7 separate regions of the Mus musculus genome follow, and regions 1, 2, 3, 4, 5 and 7 are each linked to region 6. The links are chromatin contacts, called in public HiChIP or PLAC-seq and promoter capture Hi-C maps. All regions are on one chromosome and are shown on one strand. Each heading gives the region's core, a stretch centred on a gene start, on an enhancer-like site or on the middle of the called end of the contact. The rest is flanking DNA. Distances are from core to core; before and after follow the strand shown.

Region 1 (3,211 bases), core at 663-3,162, 710 kb after region 6:
TGATGCCCTCTTCTGGTGTGTCTGAAGACAGCTACAGTGTGTACTTAACAATAAATAAAACCTTCAAGAACAGCCTGGTCTACAGAGTGAGTTCTAGGACAGCCAGGGCTACACAGAAAAACCCTGTCTCGAAAATACAAACAAACAAACAAACAAACAAACAAAAAAACAATAAATAAAATCTTTAAAAAAAGATTACTTATGGGTTGTGTACTGATTATATATTACTGATTCCCCCAACTCAGGATGAGGTTTCCCATGGTAAAATGTCATATTTTAGAATGCACTTAATACATCTAAGACACAGAACATTATAGCTTAACTGATACTGCCTTAAACATTCTCAGAATACTTACCCAGCCAACAGCTGGGCAAACCATCTGACATGAAGACTAGTTCCTAACAAAGCACCGAGTACCTCCAATGACTGAGTCCTCTACGCAAAGTGAAGACCTGAATGGTTGTACAGGCGTGCTTTCAAACCATCTCCAAGTCAGAGTGTTGTAAGCTGAGACCCATCTGTATTGCATCCAGCCCTGCATCATGCTCACAAACTGCAAGACAATGCTAGATCCGAACCCAGGCAACTCTACTCGAGAATTTAAGCTCTTAATCTTAGGATACTCGCACTGCAACGGGGGACAGTACTCTAGCCAATGAGGTGGACAAGCAAACTTCCTTTACCTAAGGAAGACCCATGTTCAAGCTTGAGAAACGATAACCGAGCAAAGTGTCTTGCTCTTAACCACTGGGCCCTCTCTCCAGCCCCTAAGGTATTCTACTCAATGTTCCAATACCAGAAGCATGGATTCAACTGACTCTTGATTTTTAATAGTTGTAGAACCCTAAGCAAGCCAGCTGACTTCTGTCTACGGTGTCACTGAGCCTGCAACGGCCCATGTGTGGAAGGCAGGCATGTCCAGCTGTAGGATCGGAGACCTGTCCCCCTCCCCTGGTTACCGTGCCGTTCAGCCTCTGAGCTCACGGGGACGCCATCCTTGTCTAGTCGTTTCTTGAACAGGTTGTGTTCCACATCCAGCTGCTGCTCCCCGGCCACGTCCATGGCATCGATGCTCAAGTCTGGAAACAGAGAGGCAAGCTAAGGCGCTACGACACCAGGGACCCGGAGAGCTGAGCTTTGATGGGAAAGATGTATCTTGAGGAAGAAATGGACTCGGGGAATGAGGATGGCCTGGCATTCACTCTGGGATCTAAGGCCAGAGGTGTAAATCTGGAAGCCCACCCTACGTCCAGGAGTCCAACTCCCCACTCACAATCGGGTACTCACAGGCACAAGGCATGTGCGGGAAAAGAACATCGATGTTGATCTTCAGTTTATCCCCCCGAGACTTGTCCACGTAGAGCTCAGGATGCACCTAGAGCATGTCTACCTCAGTCAGATTCGCCCCTATGCCTCTCCTCGCCTCTCCTCCCCTCTCCCACCTTTAAGGGTCCTGCCCTTAGAATGCCAGGCCCCGCCCACGCTCTAGGCCACGCCCCTCACCTCCGTAGTGAGATAATACTGCAACTCCGATAGGAAAAGCAGGAGCATGAGAAGGCCACTGACGATGGTCACTGCAGGGCGAGAGCGAGATTTGGAACGGCCTATATCCCACCCCTCAGCCCCTTAGCAGGCCACGGAGGGTCCGGGAGCCCGGGCCGAACGCGAGGACAGCTCCCTCCTTGCAACCCTGCCCGCGCCGAGACCTACCCGTGGCACCCCCGCAGGTCTTGACCCGGAAGTCCTCCAGAGTCTTAGGGTAGGCATCGAACTGCTTCAGCTTCCCCAGCGCCTCCATGGGGACCGGCCGGAAAGGGGACACCAGCCGGCCCGCCCCTCCAGCCTCCCGCTTCCGGCCTGGACCCGGGGTCACGCCCCTCGCTGTCTTGCGCAGGCGTAGCGGTGCGTAAGTGGGGCTCCACCCCCTCACCTGCCTCCTCAAAGGCAGTCTAGCTTGTGGACATTGTCACGCCTCCTCGCGCGGATTGGGCAGTGCTCCGAGAGGGGCGGGCTGGGAGCACAGAGGGCGGTGCTTGGGTGCGGAGTGACAGCACCTGTGGTAAGTGCCTCTCCTTGGACCTTTGGATCTCTTAGGACAGCGCTTCCAACTTGACCCCGCCAGAGCCACCGCAGCGTTAATTAGAATTGGTTCCAAACCGGGGTGGGCGCACTCTTTAATCCCAGCACTCAGAAGACAGAGTCAAGCGGATGTCTGTGAGTTCGAGTTCAGCCTGGGTTACAAAGAGAGTTCCAAGACAGCCAGGGATGTTACGCAAAGAAACCCTGGCTTGAAAAATTACAAAAGAAAAAAGAAAGAAAGAAATCGGTTCCAAGGAAATCATTGGTTCCCTCATTAGAAAGTCAAAAGTGGCTCCAAGGTGTTTCCAATGCGGTTAAGGCATGAGAATCTCTGCAGGGGGAAGTGGGTATTAACTGGCTTGCAAGGTGAAGGCATTTGCTGCCAATTCTGAGTTCTATACCCAGGACCCACATGGTGGAAAAAAACTGATTCTTGCAAAATGTCCTCTGACCTCCATATGAATGCCGTGGCGTGCCCTTGACTACACTCACAAAAAAGTAAATATAATCTATAAGTTATTTTTAAAAGAGAGTGGGTGTTAACTTTGCTTTTTTTTTCAAGCTTAAACTGATCAATAGTGGAACCCAGTTCTGGACTTCAGAGTACCCTGGGTTCTTAAACAGCGTCCAAGTGCTAATCCCAGTGTGGGTCAATAAATAAAATAAAGACGTTCGCTGATTCCACCCCTCCAGGACAAGGCTATGGAGTGGAGATTAAACAAACCCTTATTTGCTTTCTGTTGTAACCCATTAGCTCTAGACAGCTTAATACCGCTATAAAGACTAAAACAAAGTGCTCAATAGTTTTGTTTTAAGAAAGTGTCTTTCTGCTGCTCTGGCTGACCAGGAACACCTGGACTCCTGCCTCAGCCTCTTAGCGTCTCATGGGAGGTTTCTGTTTTGAAGATTTATTAACTATTTTTATGTGTGTCTACATGTGTTTATGTGTACCAGATGATAGTACGGGGCATTGGATCCCTGAAATCTGGACTTATGGGCAGTTCTGAGTCACCCAATGTGTGCTGGGAACTGAACCAGGGTCCCCTGAAAGAGCAGCCAGCAACCATGCTGTGCTCAGTCTCCATGCTTGAGCTTAAAGGTCTTGACGTAGAACTCTTGCTTCAGATAATA
Region 2 (2,873 bases), core at 244-2,743, 850 kb before region 6:
AGCCAGCTCCACTCCACGGAACCCCTGCTTCATGGACCAGCCTGTGGCAGTAGGGACAAGAGAGTCTGCTGCACCCCGCTTCTGCAGTTCCTTTCCCAGCTCCTCCCTAGATCACCATTGGCCTCCTTCCTTCCTGCCTTGGATCCCCTTGGCTTCTAGACACTACCAAGACCCGTGTGCTGAGGGAGGCCCACCAGCCCTTATACAGGTCCACTCTCTCCATCCACGGTGTGCCCAGGCATTTCCGCTACTGAGTTCTCTGTCCCACTTCTGATTGTCCCCTAGCAGCCTGTCTTCGGGCCTTTCCACCCTGGCCAAGGGCTCTTCACCTCTTCTTCATCCCTACAGCCACAGCTTAGGAGTCAATGCCTGTGCCTCAGTATGTGCTTCCCGCACCCAGTTTGATATGATCTCTTCTAGCTCCCTTAGTCACTACCTGTCTGAGTCACCATGACTTTGTGTCTGGAAAGATGTTCTGGTTGCTTAACTGGCTTCCTGTCCCAAACCTCACTTTCATGTTTTCTAACCCTGAAAGTCAATGGCCTCGGAGAGACCCAGATTTCTTTTCATTGCCTCGAAGAACATAGCTTCCCATGTCTCTCAAGACAAAAATTCAAATTCATGACCAAGGTACCTGTCATATTCCTTGTTCACCTTCCACCCTTAGGGTTGTCACCTCCATGTCTGGAACAAGACCCCTCACTCACACAATGCACAAACTCAATATGCCTAAGACGGCCCCAACCCTCGCCCACTCCAGACACCAGGATTCCACTCATTTCTCCTCTCTTTACTTTGCCTCCTAGTGCCTTCCACGATGCCTAATTACAAATCATGTACTGGTGCGACTACAAGTGGTTACTGGGTGGTAGTCTCTCCACTATCCCCCGACACTCACTCTCACCCTGGTGACTGAGAAAATTGGGGTCAGGAGTAGAATTGTACCTCCTTAGCCTCTAGCACTGCGCTTGCGCACAGTATGAGGTCAGGAACGTGGCTAATAAGCTAGTAAGTGACCACACTGACTCATCTAGACATTAACAAGCCTGGGGCAAGCCATTTCCTCACCAAGGAGGAAGCACGTCCTCAGCCCGTGGTTGAAGGGCCAGATCTGAGCCACGAGAAGTTTTCCCAAAGTACACAAATCACAAGGTGCTAAGGATTCTGCGGAGTTACGCTCATCAGCGTAACTACACCTCGCTCGCCCGCGGAGCTCTCAAAGAGTAAGAATCACAATCTGCTGCATATGCATGAAGGGGACCATGGGCCGGAGGTTCGGGGCTGCCTAAGATACGCCTGACCAAATATTCCACGGGTTTGAAGACCTTAGCGCCCCATAATTTTATTCAAGTCTACTAAAAACTCAGAAAGGACATTTCGTGGCGGATACTGAGGGGAGAGTGTCTGAGAGTAGCCTCGCTTTGAGCCAGTTTGTCAGGCGTTCTCAGAAGACAGCTCGGTTCTGGACCGGGGGTCCTTGGACCGCTCCACTAGAAGACGAAGGGGGCGTCTCCCCAGCTCCTGCGGCGTTGGTGGCGAGCTAAGGTGGAGGCAAGCAGCGGCGGCGACGGCGACAGTGGCGGCAGTGCCATGGTGGGGCTCGCAGGTATCGTGGCGTCGCCCGCCTGGGCAGGGTGAGAGCGCTCGGTGCGGCCGCGCCGCCATGTTAGCCCTCCGGGGTCACCTTAGGCGTCGCTTGGCCTCTCGCCGGGGCTTTCCGCGCGGCCGGGGTCGGGCGCACCCTTGTCTGGCGTCAGATGACCTCCCCTTTTCGTCCCAACCTGGGCCTTGGGGGTGGTCCCTTCCCGTCCCTTGGGTGGGTTCCGGGGTTCCTTAGCTGTCACTCTGGCCTCCAAGGTCAGCGCGCTCCCGGGACGGGGCTGGGAGGGGCGGGCGCGACCACCACCTCCTCTGTTCCGGACCTTGGCGAGGGGCTCAGCTTCTGGGAGGCTGGACACTCTTTCCTCGCCACTTCAGTTTCTCTCCCCCCCCCCTTTTTTTTTCTTTTTCTTCCCCCACCCTTATCCGAAGGAGTGTGGGGAGAAAGTAGAAGTGGGCCCCGAACGCTCTCTTTTGTGTCCGGAGTGATAGGGTGACCATCTGCTACGGGTCCCGTGTGCTTCTCACTTCCACCAACTTTTCGTCGAGTCTGGACACCGGTTCCCTCTCCAGTTTGTGGGGAGTGGCACTCAAGGGCAGCAGAAGGAACGGAGTGCCTGGCTGGAAAGGAAGAATGGGGGATGGGGACAGTCGATTTTTTTTTTTTTTTCCTTTCTCTGCCAAACCACCTTTAGGTTTCTTCTAAGTCTCTTGTCTCTTTTTACTTGGGAAACTGGGGCCCGTTCTAGTTTATAGGTTATTTCTGTTTATAGGTTCGGATCTTCTTTGTCCCTTTCAGGGAACTGATATATTGGGGACAGCTCTGCCCTGTCTGACATGGTCCAGCCATCCTGTCAGCCATCTGAACTGCAACACCAAAGCCAGGACCCAAAAAAAGTTCCATTTTATGTGCCCCTGGCAAGCATTAGATTGAGCTGGCTTGTTTCTTTTAAGTCAAGATTCATTAATGGCCAGAGTTCCTGTTTAAAGATTGGATTTCTGGAACCTTGGTCAGTTTCCAGGAACCAGATCAATTCTCGATCTGAAAATGGTCATCTTAAAGTTGTTGACAGAACACTTTAACTTCTTACCTGTTATTTCTAGGGGGATGAGAGTTAGGCTGCCCTTTTTACTTGTTCTCTTTGAAATACACGCATTCCATTCAAGCTTGTGACTGTGTGATTTACCAAGAGCCCTGTATTGCCTTCCTCTCTGTCTTCTGGCTCTGCCCTGGGAATGTTCAGGAATCTGTATCCTGGTGTGGTATGAGCCCT
Region 3 (2,942 bases), core at 158-2,657, 610 kb after region 6:
TCTCTCTCTCTCTCTCTCTCTCTCTCTCTCTCTCTCTCTCTCTCTCTCTCTCTCTCGCACACACACACACACAAAATCAAGGGGCAGAGTCTGGTAGAGCCTAGGTCTCCCTGTATAATCAAATACTGGGGATTATAGGAAATATTGAAAGATATTTTACTCTTTTTATATTTATTTTTATTAATGTCTCTGTGTGAGAGTTTGTACATATTAGTGTCGCTGCCTACAGAGGCCAGAGGAGGGAGTCAGATTTGAGGCTGGAGTTACAGGAGGTTGTGAGCCACTCCATGTAGCTCATAGAATTTAAGATGCCAGGAAGAGCAGTATGAGCTTTTAACCTTTGAGACATCTCTCCAGCCCCATGGCAGAAGAATATTTTCTCTTCCTTCCTTCCTTCCTTCCTTCCTTCCTTCCTTCCTTCCTTCCTTTCTTCCTTTCTCTCTCTCTCTCTCTCTCTCTCTCTCTCTCTCTCTCTCTCTCTCTCTCTCTCTCTCTCTCTCTCTCTCTCTCTTTCTTTCTTTCTTTCTTTCTTTCTTTCTTTCTTTCTTTCTTTCTTTCTGTGTGTGTTTAAGACAGGGTTTCTCTGTGTAGTGCTGGCTGGTCTCAAACTCAGAAATCTGCCTGCCTCTGCCTCCCAAGTGCGGGGATTAGAGGCTTGTGCCACCACTGCCAAGCAGGATTATTTTCTCTTTCTTTCTTTCTTTCTTTCTTTCTTTCTTTCTTTCTTTCTTTCTTTCTTTCTTTCTTTCTTTCTTTCTTTCTTTCTTTCTTTCTTTCTTTCTTTCTCTTCCTTCCTTCCTTCCTTTTTCTTTCTTTCTTTCTTTCTTTTCTTTCTCTCTCTTTCTTTCTCTTTCTTTCTTTCTTTCTTTCTTTCTTTCTTTCTTTCTTTCTTTCTTTCTTTCTTTCTTTCTTTCTTTCTTTCTTTCTTTCTTTCTTTCTTTCTTTCTTTCTTTCTTTCTTTCTTTCTTTCTTTCTTTCTTTCTTTCTTTTTTGGTTTTTCGAGACAGGGTTTCTCTGTATAGTCCTGGCTGTCCTGGAACTCACTCTGTAGCCCAGGCTGGCCTCGAACTCAGAATTCGCCTGCCTCTGCCTCCCATTTTTTTTTTTTTCAATAGTCAAAAAAAGGTTCAAGCTTTTGCTTCTTGGTGCGTTTAATCCTCAAGACAGTTCTGCAGTGAAGGCATTGTTTTTCTCCCTTCACGGGGGTCTCCAAGAGCCAAAGGAGCCTGTACTTTAAAAGCTCTGCAAGGAACCTTGGACAATAGCTTCAGGTCTGACTTTGCAAACAGCTACTAAAATACCGGGTTCACCACAAATACCTGCAACTTCCGAGCTTTTGCCCCCACCCCAAATCCTCAGCGCGCCTGCGTCTCCCATCAGGTGACGTCGGCAGCGGCGCCCCGCCTACTCCGGGAACGCGGAGCGCCGGAGCGGGCGGGCGGCCATTTTGTGAAGCGGCTGTGGAGGTGTTGGCTGCAGTGGGCTCCGGGAAAGCCGTTCGGGCTGGGGCTGTCGGCCGCAGGGCTGAGGCACTCGCGCGGGGGGTAACTCGGGTCTGGGTTCTGGTGCCGCGCAAGCTCTCCCCGGTAAGACTCCCGCAGCCCCGGAACGGGCGGGGCTGTGCGGGGCTCGAGCCGCCTCCTTGGTGCCTCGGGGCGGGGCCTTCCCAGGCCTCGGAGCCCGCGGCCGCGAGCGCCCAACACAAAGGGTCGCGGCGGGGCTGCGGGGGTCCTGGGGCGCCGCTCACGCTCCGGGGCCTCCGAGGATGCGAAAGGTGGAGTCTGCGTGCCGAAGTGGGAGCAGGGCCTTAGCGGGGATGCCCGGTGGTCCTGAGAGGGGAAGCGGCCAGCATCGGGTGGCCTCGCGGCCTGCGAACTACCGGGTCGGGGGGGGGGGGATTGCGATGAAAACGCCTGCACGCTTAGTGGGGAAGGCTTCGTTGGCTTTAAGCGGGAACGAGGTTTTAACTCTCACCTCTGCCCCGAAGTGAAGAGGTCCTAGTGGCCTATGACCTGCAAAAGTGGACTACACTAGGGACATTCCTATGGGGAGGAAAGGTGTCCTGGGAGGCTGGGAACCGGTCGCTTTTAGGGCCTGGAGGTGCAGGGATTGCAGTGTATAGCTTCCTAGGTCTAGCGCTGAGGAGGGGCTTCCTAAGTGTAGGTGATTGGAGCCGCCCTGTAGGTCGGAGAGGCTTGAAGAATTGTAGCTAGGATGGCTGGTCCTTGATTCCCAACTAGGGGAGGGGCTGCTATCTGCAGCACCTTTGGGAGTTGGAGGAAGGAGGGTGGGTGTCTTAGATAGCTTACTTACTGTCTGAAGGTTGGCGGCGCCACTTTGCAGCCGCGTAAAATAGAAGGAAAGGCATTTTAAAGATCTACAGGTTAGTATTGGGGTATGGACTAACGTAGCAGGTTGGAGTGCCCGTGTTAGTAAGCGAGTTAGTAACCTAAGTGTGTGTTTTATTGGAAGTTCTAAGGAGTCCCCTGTGGTTTATTCAAGTGCTAAAGATCCATTCATTCTGGTAGATAAAGTTGCGAATTACAGGCTGTGTTGCAGAAGTATTCTGGGTCCTAAAGCCTTCTTGGCTCCTAGATTCCGAGATGACTGAGTGTGTGCAGTTGGCAGAAACCATTTTATTGTGTACGTTAAGATTTAAGTTGATGCGAATCTTATTATATGACTTGGTGGGAAAAAACTAGGATGGATGGCAACTCAAGGGAGAGACTATTTCTTTCAGGGCTTTTTGGATAGTTTGAGCTGTAATTTTTGGTGAACTTCAGTCTTAGAAACAAAAATTGTCCGGGACCTTGTTAACCATTGTATACTGTTAAAATGTTAAAGAGCGTTTGCAGTTGGAAAAAAATCCTACAAAAAAATCTTTATTTAAAAAAAATAGGTAAATAAAACTGATGTACTTGTTTTTGAAACTTGTTGCTTTT
Region 4 (2,870 bases), core at 302-2,801, 580 kb after region 6:
GGTATTGCAGGGCATCCTAGCCCTAATTAGCATCGTATGCCCATTCCAATGGCCATGAAAGTGCCAAACGTGCCGCCACTCTGCATCATGGTTTTCCCAATGCCGCCCATTAGCTCCCGACCCCGCATTCCGATCCTGAGGAGGAAACCAAGAAAGCAATTTGGGAATACAATTACAGGAATAGAGATTTGAACTAAGTACCCCCCTTTAAAATCTGTTGAATATATTAAGCACTAACAGCTTGACAATCTCATTTGTCATTCTTAAAATGCTACTCTTCCCCACATAGGATTAGCAATGACAAGGAAAATATCTATCTAGGGTCTCTAGGACCTGTGCTGAATGCTGCATTAGTTTGTAGATGCAGAGATAATGAAGTACATGGGCAAGAAAGCAGTCGTGTTTGTGCCTCTATGGTATTTTATCATTGAGTAGCCAGTTTTCTTCTAGATAATTCCTTAGTGTTTTGTTTTGTTTAACCTAGATTGAGTCAAGCGCTGCAATTTATAAACTGCATAAAGTGTAAAATGGACATTACAGACTCGGTAACTACACTTTTTAATTTATTATTTATTATTATTATTATTTATTTTGAGACGGTTTCTCTGTGTAACAGCCCTGGCTGTCTGGAACTCACATTTATATACCAGGCTAGTATCGAACTCAGGAATCTGCCACTCCGTCCAGAGTGCTGGTGGATTTAAGGTGCTCACAGCTAATGCTCGGTGGTTAACTACAGTACTTAGCACTACAATTAAACTAGTGCTGGGTAAATAGTAATTTATAAGCACAGTATCCAAATGTGATAGCAGTTTATCTCAGAGGTAGAATATTTCACTACACCTAATTCTCATCAGGCTTGCTTCATTACATGCAGTTGGGAGTTAAAACGCCATGCAACAATAATAACCCTTCGCTAAGTAATTACGACGTGCCAGATAATGTAAATCATACTAATATGATTGGCTCTTACAAAAGTGGAGGTAAGTGTCCAGTACTCCACTAAACTCAATAACACTGAACTAACAAAGGAGTCAGAAAGCCATTTTGACTTTAGAACTCAGATCCGTAAATCCTGTGCTTTCAACCTCGTCTGAGTGGGCTCTGGAGCCCTCGGAAGGCAGGAAGTTCTGTCCGCGAGGCTCACCTGAGACAGGAGAAGGTGCCGAACAGCGCCCCGGCCGCCATACCCACTGCGCAACCCATGACGAAGCCCATCTTCACGCGGTCGAAGCAGCTGGGCTGGGACTGCCCGTAGGGACCCACGGCCACCGGCATCTGCGGCGAGAGTGCTAGGACAGTGAGGGCCTGGTCACCAGCCGTGGCGTCGGCCAGGGGACGCACAGCAGGGTCACATAGCACCCGGGTCAGAAGCCAGCCCGCGGCACGCCTCCACCACCCTCGCGATGGAGGACCCCGCACGCGCGACGCAGGCCACTGTCGGGCCCCACCTCACCTCGTTCTCCGCTGCGATCGCTCAGCTCGACGTCTCACTCCGAATGCTAGGCGGAGGGCGCTCGCGGTCCGTGGGATCGCTTCCGGAGCACAGCGCAGTTACTTCCGGGAGCATGGGCTGAGGACTTGCAAGCGCCGCGGATGGTGGGCTCTGTGGCTGGGAACATGCTGCTGCGAGCCGCTTGGAGGCGGGCGTCGTTGGCGGCTACCTCCTTGGCCCTGGGAAGGTCCTCGGTGCCCACCCGGGGACTGCGCCTGCGCGGTACGTTCCCTTTCCTTTTCGTTCCCACGGTTTCTGGAGGAGCGAACCCCCTTGGGTCGGTGCTGCTAAGCACTGCATTATTGCGGATCCTACCCGCCTTGTTCCATCGCCCAGTCTCTTAAACCTTCCCGTCGCCCGGTCTCCTATTTGTTTTCGGGAGGGCCCTTACATACTGCTCCGCACTTCCCTTGAGCGGAATTCTCATCCTTCAGTTCTCTCCTGACCAAGTCTTAAAGATGCTAGATGAGCTTCCTCCTGCCGTGAACCTTTGAAGGAACCTGCGCTTTTCACTTTTCTTCTAAATGGCTTTGCTTTTTACAGCTCGTCCCACTCGGTGCTATGTAGTTTAAACATTGCCCCCGACTGCTGCTGCCCGCGCCCTTTCCAAGAACCCTGTGTCTATTACTTAACTCGATGTCTTTCAGCGCGTGTTGTTGTTTGTTTACTTTGACACTGGACCTCCGCCTTCCTTAAATTCACCTCAAAGAAGCTTTGACCATCTGTTGTTTTGTGTGCCCTTCGTCCACGGTTTCTCACTTTGCCACTGCTATCTGTTGTTAGTTGTAGATCATGGCCCCCATTCGCCTGTTCACTCAGAGGCAGAGGCAGTGCTGCGACCTCTCTACATGGACGTACAGGCCACCACTCCTCTGGTAAGGACTAACAGAGGTTCTTTGTAGGGAGGAAAGGTTAGAAGGACAAATTTCACCGACAGGCTAAAATTCATCCGACTTGAGAACTATTAAATGTGCTAGGAAAAGGAGCTGCCAGGAATCAGGAGGCTAAGATGTTAGTTTAGTAGAAAAGGCTTTACTGTTTTTTAGCTACTGACCCTGTCAGATCCTTCCAGTACAGGCATTATAACTAATAGTAATTGCTCGGGTGTTGGAGCTGGACAGTGTGGCATGGGTAGTTTGAGTGAGCTTAAGACCAGCCTAAGCCACATAGGGAGTTTCAAACCTATGTTGTTATTTTGTTTTGTTTTTAATTTTATATATACACAAGGACACTGTAGCTATGCTCAGACACTCCAGAAGAGGGCATCAGATTCCATTACAGATGGTTGTGAGCCACCATGTGGTTGCTGGGAATTGAACTCGGGACCTCTGGGAGAGCAGTCAGTGCTCTTTAACTGCTGAGCCATCTCTCCAGC
Region 5 (3,275 bases), core at 429-2,928, 660 kb after region 6:
TCCCAGGGAATCGATGCTCCTCACCTGCCAGAAAGATGCTCAGGAGCGACACAGCAGTGAACAGGAAGCGGATGGAGCAGATTTCCCTAAAGAACAGGAGTGGAAGCTGCTGCCTAGAGGCCCTGAACCACTCAAGCCTCGACCGTGGGGGTCCTAGACCCGCCCAGTTTCTGGGAACTCAAGCAGATCTGGATCTGCTCTAGCCTGGGTGGGGCCAGCCCTGCTGCCCTTCCCTGAGCCCTGCCGTTCCCTCTGACCTGCACACACAGACCAGCCCATCGACTGCCAGGGATAACACCATGCTCAGCACCTGAAAGAGGAGGCCTAGGGACGGAGACCGGAGAAGCAGCTCAGAGAGGGTGATCCATGAAGGTGAGGTAGTGCAGGTTCAGAAGGGCTCAAGAGAAGCCGGGGTGGGGACTGGGGTGGTGCGGAGGACAAGAGTCTGGGGCTCAGGAGGCAAGGGTCGTTTGGGGAAATGAGCTGAGGCTGGACACTAGGGCACAGGCTCGAGGAGGAGAACTGGGAACAGGGGCGGGGGTCCGAGAGCAGAGGTCAAAGGGCATCTGGGCTGGTTTCTCTGACTCAGACTCAGCAGAAATGGGGTTCTGAGTGCCAAGGTCAGAGGGGATGGGGCTGGCCTGGCTCGTACTCAGGAAGCTCTTGGACACCCTCGGGGTAGGCATCTCCTGCCTCAGATCCAGGATCGGGAGAAGGTTGAGTTGTTCCTCCAAAACTACAGAAGATCCAGACGGTTCTGCAAGAGCCCAGGGCACCATTGAGGTTTTGTGCACCACAGGCCCGCTCTTCCCCTCGGGGCCCGGGCGCAGGCTCCTGACCCTAGTGCCAAACAGCTGGGCAGCCTCTCAAACAGGCTTTTAGTCCAGGCCTTTGCCCCAGGTCACACTCCCTGCACACGCCCAGACCCGGAGCTGGAGAGTCTCAATCAGTGGAAACCGCCCCCCAGTCTGAGTCCCCGTGCGGCCGGACTAGGGTCACACTCACGCCGGCCCTGCGGCACCTCCTCAGCCATGCCCAGGCACAGGATTTCCTCCGCCCCCTCCCGGGACCGGCCATGGCACCGAGCTCGCCCCCGAGGGACACGTGTCGAGCACGTCCCCTCGTGAGCCAGGTCGGGGCTTCTGCACCCAGGTCCGCGCCGGGCCCCGCCCCCGAGCCCGCCCCGCCCTCTCGCCCCCGGGTTCGACCCCGCCCGCACCCGAGGCCCCGCCCCTCACGGTTGCCGCGCCACAGGCGGTCTGCCCATTGTGGCTCCGAGGCGCCAGCTTCGGCCGAGAGCTTCCTGCCCATGTGTCTCCTCCGGGCATTCCTGGGCTTAAGGCGGGCTCACCACAGCTCGAGCCCCGGGCCCTTCTGCCCTCGGGCTCCCCGAGCTCCGGCCCAGCGGACCGGCGCCCATTGCTGTCCCCCGAAGTCGCGCTGTGGGAACTATTGCTGTTCTCGCTGTAGAAGTTGGGTGTGTGATTATGAGAGGATGCGGCCGAGCCTGAGCGGGGGCTCCGCCGCATCCTGACCTGGGCTACCCCTCTGGGAAGCCGAAGTCGCCGCAGCCAAAGCCCTCGGCCCTTCCTCAGCTGCCTCGCGCCGCAGGGTAGCACCCTGCGTGAGCCCCGCGGCGGCTCGGCCGACCCTCCCGCTGCTGTGCTGTTGTCACCGTCACAGAGGAGCCGCGTCACAGAGCGCCCGTGACGTCACTGGGAGCCAGCAGCCCATCCCCCTTTCCTGATACATTTTTGTTCATGGTTTGGGTGTGTGTGTGTGTGTGTGTGTGTCCATCCAGAAGTTGATCTCTGCTGCTGTCTTCTCCTGCTCCCCACCTTAGCTTTCGAGATAGATTCTCTCTTTCTGAACCTGGGGCTCACTTTTTTGTTTTGTTTTTTCAACTAGGCCCCAGCGGTTCTCAATCTTCCTAATGCTGCGACCTTTAAATACAGTTCCTCATGTTGGGTGACCTCCAACCATAAAATTATTCTCATTGTTATTTCATAACTATATTTTTGTTGGACTGGAAAGGTGGCTCAGCGGTTAAGAGCACTCACTGCTCTTCCAGTGGTCCTGAGTTCAATTCCCAGCAACCACATGGTGGCTCACAACCATCTGTAATGGGATCCGATGCCCTTTTCTGGTGTGTCTGAAGACAGCAACTGTGTACTCATATACATAAAATAAATAAGTCTTTAAAAGAAAACCTGTAATTTTGCTACTGTTATGAATAAACTTTTGGAGATAGAGGTTTGCAAAGGAGGTCCCGACCCACAGTTTGAGAACCATTGAACGAGGGCTGGGACGACTCCATGGTTCCACTTGTCCCTACTCCCACAGAGCTTCAGTGACAGGCAAGTACCACAGCACCCTCTGTTTATGTGGATTCGGGGTTTACAAGCAAGTCCTCATGCTTAGGCAGCAAGCGTGAGGTTTATCCACTGGGCCATCTCAACTCCTCCTCTCTGTTCTGAGTCACGGTCTCTTACAAGTTTGACTAGAGAGCTAACCAACGGGTCCTAGGGATTCTGCTGTTTCTCTCTCTTCAGAGTCGGGATCACAGTCCCCTGAGCTCTGGTCTGTCGCTTTTTACCTACAGTGCTGGGTATCTGCACATGGGTCCCCGGGCTTCCGCACATTTTATTGATTATGACATTGCCCCAATCTCCTATGTAATTTAGACAAGAGGTTTTGCTTTGATTCTTTTGCTAGCCTGGTACTGGATATATAACCCAGGATGGTCCCGAGTCAGGACCATACTCCCGGTACAGTCTCCCAAGCCTGAGACTATGGGCATGTCATCATGTCCATCATGACCAGCTACAATGGCACCTAGATTTTGTTCACTTCTGTATCCTGCAGTACCTAGACGGGTCTAGCCTGGTAAGTGCCCTAGTATTTAGGGAAGCAGTAAATATTAGGAAGGAACAGAGCATCATCCAACACACTAAAACATTTATTATGGCCCCTCCTATTCACTTTTAAAACAGAGTCTCACTATGCAGCCAAAGCCAGTCTGGAGCTCAGATCTGCCTGCCTCCCCCACCTCCCAAGCTCTGAGGTAAAGGCATGTACCACAACTCCCAGCTGAGAGAGAGACAGAGGGACAGAGAGACAGAGAGACAGAGAGAGAAAGAGACAGAGACAGAGACAGACAGAGAGAGAATAAGCTTTAAGCTCGGCAACAAGTGCCTTTACCTGCTGAGCCATCTTGCTATCCTAGAACCACATTTTGAATAACTACATGCTTGTATCTAATTAATGTCTGTACC
Region 6 (3,165 bases), core at 391-2,890:
TAGCCCAGCTGTCTAAGAAGCCACACCCCCTGCAAAATTTCATTACTCAAGTTGGCAAGAACGCAGCCCCCACCCCCAGCTGGGTCTAAATAAACGCCCAAGTGATATCACATCCTGCTGTCGGCTCCAAAATAGCCCAGGCCTGCCCACAAGCGATCACAAAGTGCCAGGCCATGCAGGGCCAAACCAGCAGGGATACCCAGCCCAGGGCGCACTCCACACACTTAAGCAACTCAAGCAGAAGCCTCAGGGCAGGAAGGCCCTTTCCCCCCAACCCCCTCGCCAGACAGCCTGGCCCCACCATCCTTGTTCCCCTGGTCCAGAGGCCCCACAGCCTCATTACCCCAGCGCCAGCCCCTGCCCCAGCGCCAACCCCATGGAGCCTCTGCCGCGGCCAGCCTGCGGGATGACTCCGCCCGGCCCGACCCGGACACCCCACCACTCACATTGCTTCAAGAGCTCCAGACACAAAGCCATGAGGGCCGGATGGGGGTCAGAGACCCAGAGACCCGGCAGAGACAGAAAAGGGAGAGGGAGTGACAAGGAGCAGAGAAAAGGGGCGACAGGGGATCGGGCAGAGAAGCAAAGGAGCAAGAGCCCCGGGCAGAGAAGGCTGAGGCAGGCGTTAGAGACAGCAATGAGACCACCGACACAGACGCGTGAAAGAAGCAGGGAGAGCAAGGGGGGTGGGGGGGACCGGGTCCAGAGAAGTGGGACGCTCGGAGAACAAGGAGAGACAGTGACAGCGACAGCGGACAAATCCAGGAAAGGCAGAGGTTCTTAAGTTAGGGAGCTGGGGAGACACTGGGGGTTCAAGGAGACCACTAAGGGATGTAAAAGGTTCTGATAGCTATGGGAGGCTCCGGAGAAGTGGGAAACCCTCCGGGAAATGCGGACTAGGTGGAGATAACCCCCAGGAAATCAGGGGCACATGCATCAAGAAGGACCCTCAAGATGTGTGGTAAGCTCAGGAAAGGCCTGGGGGAGTGGAGTGTGTTCTGAAGGAGAGGCCCCAAAAGATCTAGGGAGTCCAGAAGAATGGGGGTGCCAGAACCCGTGGCTGTAAGAGAGGAGAGGAGCGCTGGGAGAGGGGACCCGAGATCCTGGAGCGAGGGAGGGGCCGAGAGCGCGAGAGCAGAGACAAAGAGACAGCGAGCTAGGGAGAGACAAAGCGGGCTCAGCGGAGACACGGGCCCGAGGGCCAGTGGCCCGACAGAAGGACGGAAGCGCGGGCGAGCGGGCGGACGGACAGACGGACAGACGGGAAGACGGGGCAGGGCAGGGCCGGGCGGAGGCGGCGCCCGTCTCCTCGCGGGGCCGCGGCTGCTCCGGGTGGCGCTGGGCGGGCCCCGGGCGTCCGGGCTGAGGAGGCGGCGGCGGCGGCGGCGACGACGTGGGTCGGACAGACGGACGGAGTGACGGATGGACTGGCGGCAGCTGCGGCCAGCGGCGGGCACTCACCCTCCTCCCTCACGCGGCCCGGCCCGAGGCTCCGGTTTTGTACGCCCGAGAGGCGGGGCCTCCGGGTTAAAGCCCCGCGCCGGCCCCGCCCCTCGCGTCAGCCGCGCGCGCGTCGCCCGGGATTCCGGGGCCGCCAGGGGGCGCGCGCAAGCGGGACACAGCGCAAGCGCGCACGCGTACCGCGCGGCCCACGCCCTGGCCGGCCGGTCTTGAAAGGGAGTGCGCGCCCGCGCCAACTCGCGCATGCCCGAGTGAGGGGCTCCGCCCTCTCGAACCGCCCCGCCAAACCGGTTCCAGCTGGAACGCAATGCGTGGTCTGTACGGGAGTTGGAGTGGCCGTCCGTCCCTGCGGGCTCACCCTGGTGGCGACGCCTCGCTGTAGGTAGGGAAACTGAGGCTGAGGAGAGAGCCCACCGTGGGCTTTCTGTCCCGCACGCGGGTCCTAGCTACTCAGCCGCGCAGTTTCTAGTTGCCTCTTTGCCTCATCCCTTGCTGTGCTCCCAAGGGTCCTAAGGACGGGTTCAGTATCCCACTTGTGTGACCTTAGGTTAGATGCTTAACCTTTCTGTGCCTCTGTAAAATGTGACAACCGAGTGAGCCCCCTCCCCGCCCACAGACTGACAGTCCATTTACAGAAGGTTCTGCCAAGCACAGATCTTTGCTGCCTGGCAAGCCCGCTGGTTGCCTGCTTTCTGTACTGGGATCTGACAGAGGACTGTGGGAAATGAAGAAGGTAACACTGTTTCCAGTCTACCTTTTGCATTAAGACACAATAATGGCAAAAGCAACAAACTTACTTGATGCCAGCACTGTGCTAAGCACTCTAAAAGCAGGAGTTGGCTACACCATGCTATTCAGTTTCATTTGCTTTAGGTGAAAATACAAAGTAAATTCTTGAATGGCTATGACACCTCATGTGTTGCTGTGTCCTTTCGATTCAGTAACACTTCTTGCATAACCTTGGGCAAGTCCCCCTTTCTCTTTGGGATTCCCCAGTGCTGAGTATCCCCTGGAGAGAAACCAGGCAGAGACAGAATTTTCACCAGCAAGTCTTTGACCCTTTGATCCAGCTCACTCTCTTGAACAGAAGAACTAACTCACTGGCAGCTTCAATTTGGACTTCACCAAGTCTGAGACCTTGGTCCTAGAGGAATGTCAGCACCCTTCTCTGTTGGTCACCCCCCTCCCAGCCCCCCGCCTCAGGTCCTGTAAGGTGTGTATGGGGACGATTTTGTGACTGACTGAGTCCTTGCCCAAGTCAGGCTAGCATAGAGGAGCAGTTGGCTGACCCAGGCCTGAGGTGTAACACTGGCACATAGGCCTCAGACCCTCCTGCATGAGCCTGGGCTTCTAGGAGAGGGTAAAGGGTCCTTTCCAGATAGACTGGCAGCTGGTTTCCCCTTTGGGTCACCATTTTGGTAAATCCCTTGAAAACTTGAAGCCGGGCGTGGTGGTGCACGCCTTTAATCCCAGCACTTGGGAGGCAGAGGTAGGCGGATTTCTGAGTTCGAGGCCAGCCTGGTCTACAGAGTGAGTGCCAGGACAGCCAGGACTATACAGAGAAACCCTGTCTCGAAAAACCAAAAAAAAAAAAAAAAAAAGAAAGAAAGAAAGAAGGAAAGAAAGAAAAGAAAATTTGAACAGTGAAAAGCTGTGCATTCCTGCTTTTGTGTGTCAACTTGACACAAGCTAGAGTCATCAGAG
Region 7 (3,006 bases), core at 264-2,763, 890 kb after region 6:
TGGATGGTTAATTTGGAGGAAGATCCAATCAAGTGACAGGTTAGGGAATTCTGCCAGTCCATTGTCCTCTGGCTCTAAATCTGAATTTTGTTTGCCCAGACACAACACATAGAATCTGCAGTTCCTGTGTTTCTATGTACATAAAACATGGACACTACAAGGATGTTTCAGATGCCCGTACAGTACACAGAGAACAATGACTAGGTACACCCATAGATGCATAGAGCGAGTATACAGAGCTCTCTGATTAACTCAAAAATAAAACTTCTGTTGCAGGTACATAATCAATATGGTCTGCCTAAATGAATGGCCACAGAAAATTCAAGCTTCTAGTACACACTGCAGAGCCCCCCTGAGACTCAGAAACTATAAATACACATATGACTCTTCATCCTAACTCTGCACCAAGCTGTGCTCACAACCTCACCCTGAACATTCCCTAGAGCCGAAAGGCTACTTAGATGCAGATTCTGAGGGCTGAAGCTTAAAAGCACAAACCTCAGAGAACAAGACAGATGTATTAGATGAAAACTGTATTAGGGACAGAGGGTCATGGAGATAGTAGAGCGATCGACAAAGCTTATCAGAGAGAGGCTGACTTGGAGGCTGGTCTTGAAGGACAGGGGGAGAGCCAGGTGGAGGAGAGTTAAGAGTTCTTGGTAGAGTAAGCCAGAGAGTGGTGTGGGGCTCAATGAGCGGATCTGGGGTGAGCTGGGGGAGATAAGCAGAGCACGTAGTTGAACACTTAGACACAAACACACAGACCACCTTGCTGAATGTCTCTGGAAGCTCGGGCTGCAGCTGGTCATGGGTCTTTCTCCTGAACTTAGCACCTGCAGGAGACTGTGCATGGTACTAATCAATAAAGGCAATTGTGGCTAGACCCCGTAGCAATCTGATGTGTTCTCGGTTATGGGACTGTATGATGGGGCTGGGGAAAGGGCGCCGCGCCATTTATGCCCCTTTCAGATCAGATCTTCTTGGAGAAGAATGAATGGCATAAGACAGTCTGCGGTAAGTGATTCTCTGCTCCTTTTACCTTCCACTGTGGCATTCTGAGACACCCTGGGGACTTTTGTATATTCTACACTAGTTGAGACAAGTTTATTCTATGAAAATGGGCCATACCACTATCCCCAGGGCTGCTGATGGGGTGATAAACTGCGTGATAAACACATCAAGGAAGCAAGTCAGCTCTCAGATCTTTGCTTACCCTAGAACCCTTTCTCCTCCAATCTCTCCGTAACACATTTCCCCGTCTCCATTGTCTTCTTCAGCCTATGGTTCTTATGCCTCCTCCAACCACTTTATCCTGGTCTCTTGGTTGATCTCTATGCCAAATTTCAATCTTCAACCCTTGACCCTTGCCACTGGTCCAGATTCCCACTTCCGTCCGCGTGGCCGGGGTGTGATTATCCTCTTTCTCAAATCCGCCCTTTTCCCGTCCTTACTCGGTAAATAAAGCCCTCCAATCAATCCAGCTCCAACCAGACAACACCGGTTCCTCATTTCCTCATCTTTTCATTTGCCCAGCCTCAGGTTTGATTGATTATTCCTTCTAAAAAGACCCACTAGGAGGTGAAGCCAAAAACCTAAAGCAAGAAAACGTGCAGGAGGCGGGGTCGGGCGGAGTCACCTAGTAACCATCGAGTCCTCCCAAAGGGTGGGGCTAGAGTGACCAGCAGCTCCGCCCGGCTCCTGCGCGCTCCCGGAAGCGGGCCTGGGAGGAGGCGGAAACGGAAAGCTAGTTACGGGAGAAGTTGTTGCAGCGTGTAGACATTGGAGTCGCTTGGTGAGCTGTTGGGACTCTGGGCGGCAAAAGTCAGTTCCGGGTCGCAGGGCGAGAGGACTTGGGGCAGGAGAGCCAGGAGGGATCCGTCCGCACGCCCGGGCATCTGAGGGGCCCGAGAGGGCGGGGTTTGAGGAGGCGAGGCTGGTTGACCCGGCTCCGGAGTGGATCTGTCGGCCCAGAACCCGCAGTCGTGCTGCCCCCCAGCCTCTCTCATGGCGGTCAGAGCGTCGTTCGAGAACAACTGTGAGGTCGGTTGTTTTGCCAAACTCACAAACGCCTACTGCCTGGTGGCCATCGGAGGCTCAGAGAACTTCTATAGGTGAGGCGAGAGCTTCTGGTCCCGAGCCGCCGGGGCGGGAAGGGAAGGGAGGCGGAGAGCGAGAGGTCTGAAAAGAGCGACCCACCCCAGTAAGCAGCGAATCCGTGTTTCTACAGTGTGTTCGAGGGTGAGCTCTCCGATGCCATTCCCGTGGTGCACGCATCCATCGCCGGCTGCCGAATCATCGGGCGCATGTGTGTGGGTAAGGCGGGTGGAAGACGCCGAGGGACACAGCGAAGCACTCTGAGTCATTAGTTTCCTGGAGCTTACCCCCAGTGATCGGGGGATTCCCAGGCTTTCGGGCCCAGTGGACTTTGGAATCTGACGGGTGTGTGGGACTCGAACTGCAGATCAAGAACACTGTCTCTCAGACTTGAGAGTAGCCGGAGCGAAATACCATTAAGTGCTGGCTATCATTCTTGGTCTCGTTTTTCCTTCACAGGGATACTGGAAAGCATGGGTTGTCGCTCGGAACTATGTGACTTACAGAGTCCCACACCTAAGGGCGGAGGAGAGGATTTGCATCTCTCTCCTGCCTCTGAATATGAACAAGTTGCTTCTTGTTTTTGAGCATCAGTTTCTCCCTCAGGAAATAACTAAGGTCCCAGGTCACCCTGTTCAGCTGCATTTAATTCTTACAATTTCTTTTTTTGTTTGTTTTTTTTTTGTTTTTTTCGAGACAGGGTTTCTCTGTATGGCCCTGGCTGTCCTGGAACTCACTTTGTAGACCAGGCTGGCCTTGAACTCAGAAATCCGCCTGCGTCTGCCTCCTGAGTGCTGGGATTAAAGGCGTGCGCCATCACACCAGGCTAATTCTTACAATTTCTAACTACAACTCGAGTGTTGAGTGGCTCCCGACTTTTCCTTTTATCCCCCCACACTCTGGCCTTAGCTG

The links. Promoter capture Hi-C pulls out the DNA fragments that hold promoters and counts their contacts. HiChIP or PLAC-seq counts read pairs in DNA pulled down with a chosen protein or histone mark.
Region 1: a contact with region 6 is called in a promoter capture Hi-C map of liver, with 2.4 times the contacts expected there. The contact joins the promoter of Ergic3 here to the promoter of 4930405A21Rik in region 6. A contact is called at or near these places in 2 of 39 promoter capture datasets (cranial neural crest and liver), 2 of 484 Hi-C or Micro-C datasets (CD4 T cells and LSK cells) and 2 of 9 other capture datasets (adipose tissue and liver).
Region 2: a contact with region 6 is called in an H3K27ac HiChIP or PLAC-seq map of regulatory T cells, with 7 times the contacts expected there. The contact joins the promoter of Blcap here to the promoter of 4930405A21Rik in region 6. A contact is called at or near these places in 5 of 39 promoter capture datasets (liver, neutrophils, pre-B cells and 1 more), 3 of 484 Hi-C or Micro-C datasets (CD4 T cells, embryonic stem cells and regulatory T cells), 3 of 115 datasets of contacts at active chromatin or transcription factors (memory CD8 T cells, regulatory T cells and thymic regulatory T cells) and 2 of 9 other capture datasets (adipose tissue and liver).
Region 3: an H3K4me3 HiChIP or PLAC-seq map of bone marrow-derived macrophages shows a contact between it and region 6, with 3 times the contacts expected there. The contact joins the promoter of Rbm12 here to the promoter of 4930405A21Rik in region 6. A contact is called at or near these places in 2 of 39 promoter capture datasets (liver and pre-B cells) and 1 of 115 datasets of contacts at active chromatin or transcription factors (bone marrow-derived macrophages).
Region 4: a contact with region 6 is called in a promoter capture Hi-C map of liver, with 3 times the contacts expected there. The contact joins the promoter of Nfs1 here to the promoter of 4930405A21Rik in region 6. A contact is called at or near these places in 5 of 39 promoter capture datasets (the 3T3-L1 cell line, the HPC-7 cell line, liver and 1 more).
Region 5: a contact with region 6 is called in an HNF4G HiChIP or PLAC-seq map of pancreatic cancer cells. The contact joins the promoter of Spag4 here to the promoter of 4930405A21Rik in region 6. A contact is called at or near these places in 1 of 115 datasets of contacts at active chromatin or transcription factors (pancreatic cancer cells) and 2 of 9 other capture datasets (adipose tissue and pancreatic islet).
Region 7: a contact with region 6 is called in a promoter capture Hi-C map of pre-B cells, with 2.8 times the contacts expected there. The contact joins the promoter of Eif6 here to the promoter of 4930405A21Rik in region 6. A contact is called at or near these places in 6 of 39 promoter capture datasets (the C10 cell line, frontonasal cranial neural crest, liver and 2 more), 1 of 484 Hi-C or Micro-C datasets (CD4 T cells), 3 of 115 datasets of contacts at active chromatin or transcription factors (bone marrow-derived macrophages, large pre-B cells and thymic regulatory T cells) and 2 of 9 other capture datasets (adipose tissue and liver).

What each region holds. Positions count from the first base shown.
Region 1 is chr2:156,006,729-156,009,939 of GRCm38.p6, reverse strand. It overlaps Ergic3 (ERGIC and golgi 3), which reads right to left and starts at 1,912. Exons shown (of 13, transcript NM_025516.5): 1 at 1,712-1,912; 2 at 1,505-1,575; 3 at 1,289-1,376; 4 at 961-1,080. The coding sequence starts at 1,799. It also overlaps a transcript of 6430550D23Rik not described here.
Region 2 is chr2:157,564,981-157,567,853 of GRCm38.p6, reverse strand. It overlaps Blcap (bladder cancer associated protein), which reads left to right and starts at 1,493. Exons shown (of 2, transcript NM_016916.3): 1 at 1,493-1,606.
Region 3 is chr2:156,110,430-156,113,371 of GRCm38.p6, reverse strand. It overlaps Rbm12 (RNA binding motif protein 12), which reads left to right and starts at 1,407. Exons shown (of 3, transcript NM_029397.3): 1 at 1,407-1,586. It overlaps Cpne1 (copine I), which reads left to right and starts at 1,407. Exons shown (of 16, transcript NM_170590.3): 1 at 1,407-1,586.
Region 4 is chr2:156,142,867-156,145,736 of GRCm38.p6, reverse strand. It overlaps Nfs1 (nitrogen fixation gene 1 (S. cerevisiae)), which reads left to right and starts at 1,551. Exons shown (of 13, transcript NM_010911.2): 1 at 1,551-1,717; 2 at 2,279-2,370. The coding sequence starts at 1,597. Romo1 (reactive oxygen species modulator 1) reads right to left here and starts at 1,584. Exons shown (of 3, transcript NM_001164216.1): 1 at 1,457-1,584; 2 at 1,148-1,278; 3 at 1-135. The coding sequence starts at 1,278. The coding sequence ends at 27.
Region 5 is chr2:156,063,616-156,066,890 of GRCm38.p6, reverse strand. Spag4 (sperm associated antigen 4) reads right to left here and starts at 1,678. Exons shown (of 12, transcript NM_139151.4): 1 at 1,220-1,678; 2 at 653-757; 3 at 258-324; 4 at 25-86. The coding sequence starts at 1,529. Gm39970 (a long non-coding RNA gene) reads left to right here and starts at 2,277. Exons shown (of 3, transcript XR_866890.1): 1 at 2,277-2,886.
Region 6 is chr2:156,719,384-156,722,548 of GRCm38.p6, reverse strand. 4930405A21Rik (RIKEN cDNA 4930405A21 gene) reads left to right here and starts at 1,640. Exons shown (of 4, transcript NR_040505.1): 1 at 1,640-1,843. All of the region lies in intron 7 of Dlgap4 (DLG associated protein 4), which reads right to left.
Region 7 is chr2:155,825,432-155,828,437 of GRCm38.p6, reverse strand. It overlaps Eif6 (eukaryotic translation initiation factor 6), which reads left to right and starts at 1,513. Exons shown (of 6, transcript NM_010579.2): 1 at 1,513-2,111; 2 at 2,228-2,313. The coding sequence starts at 2,005.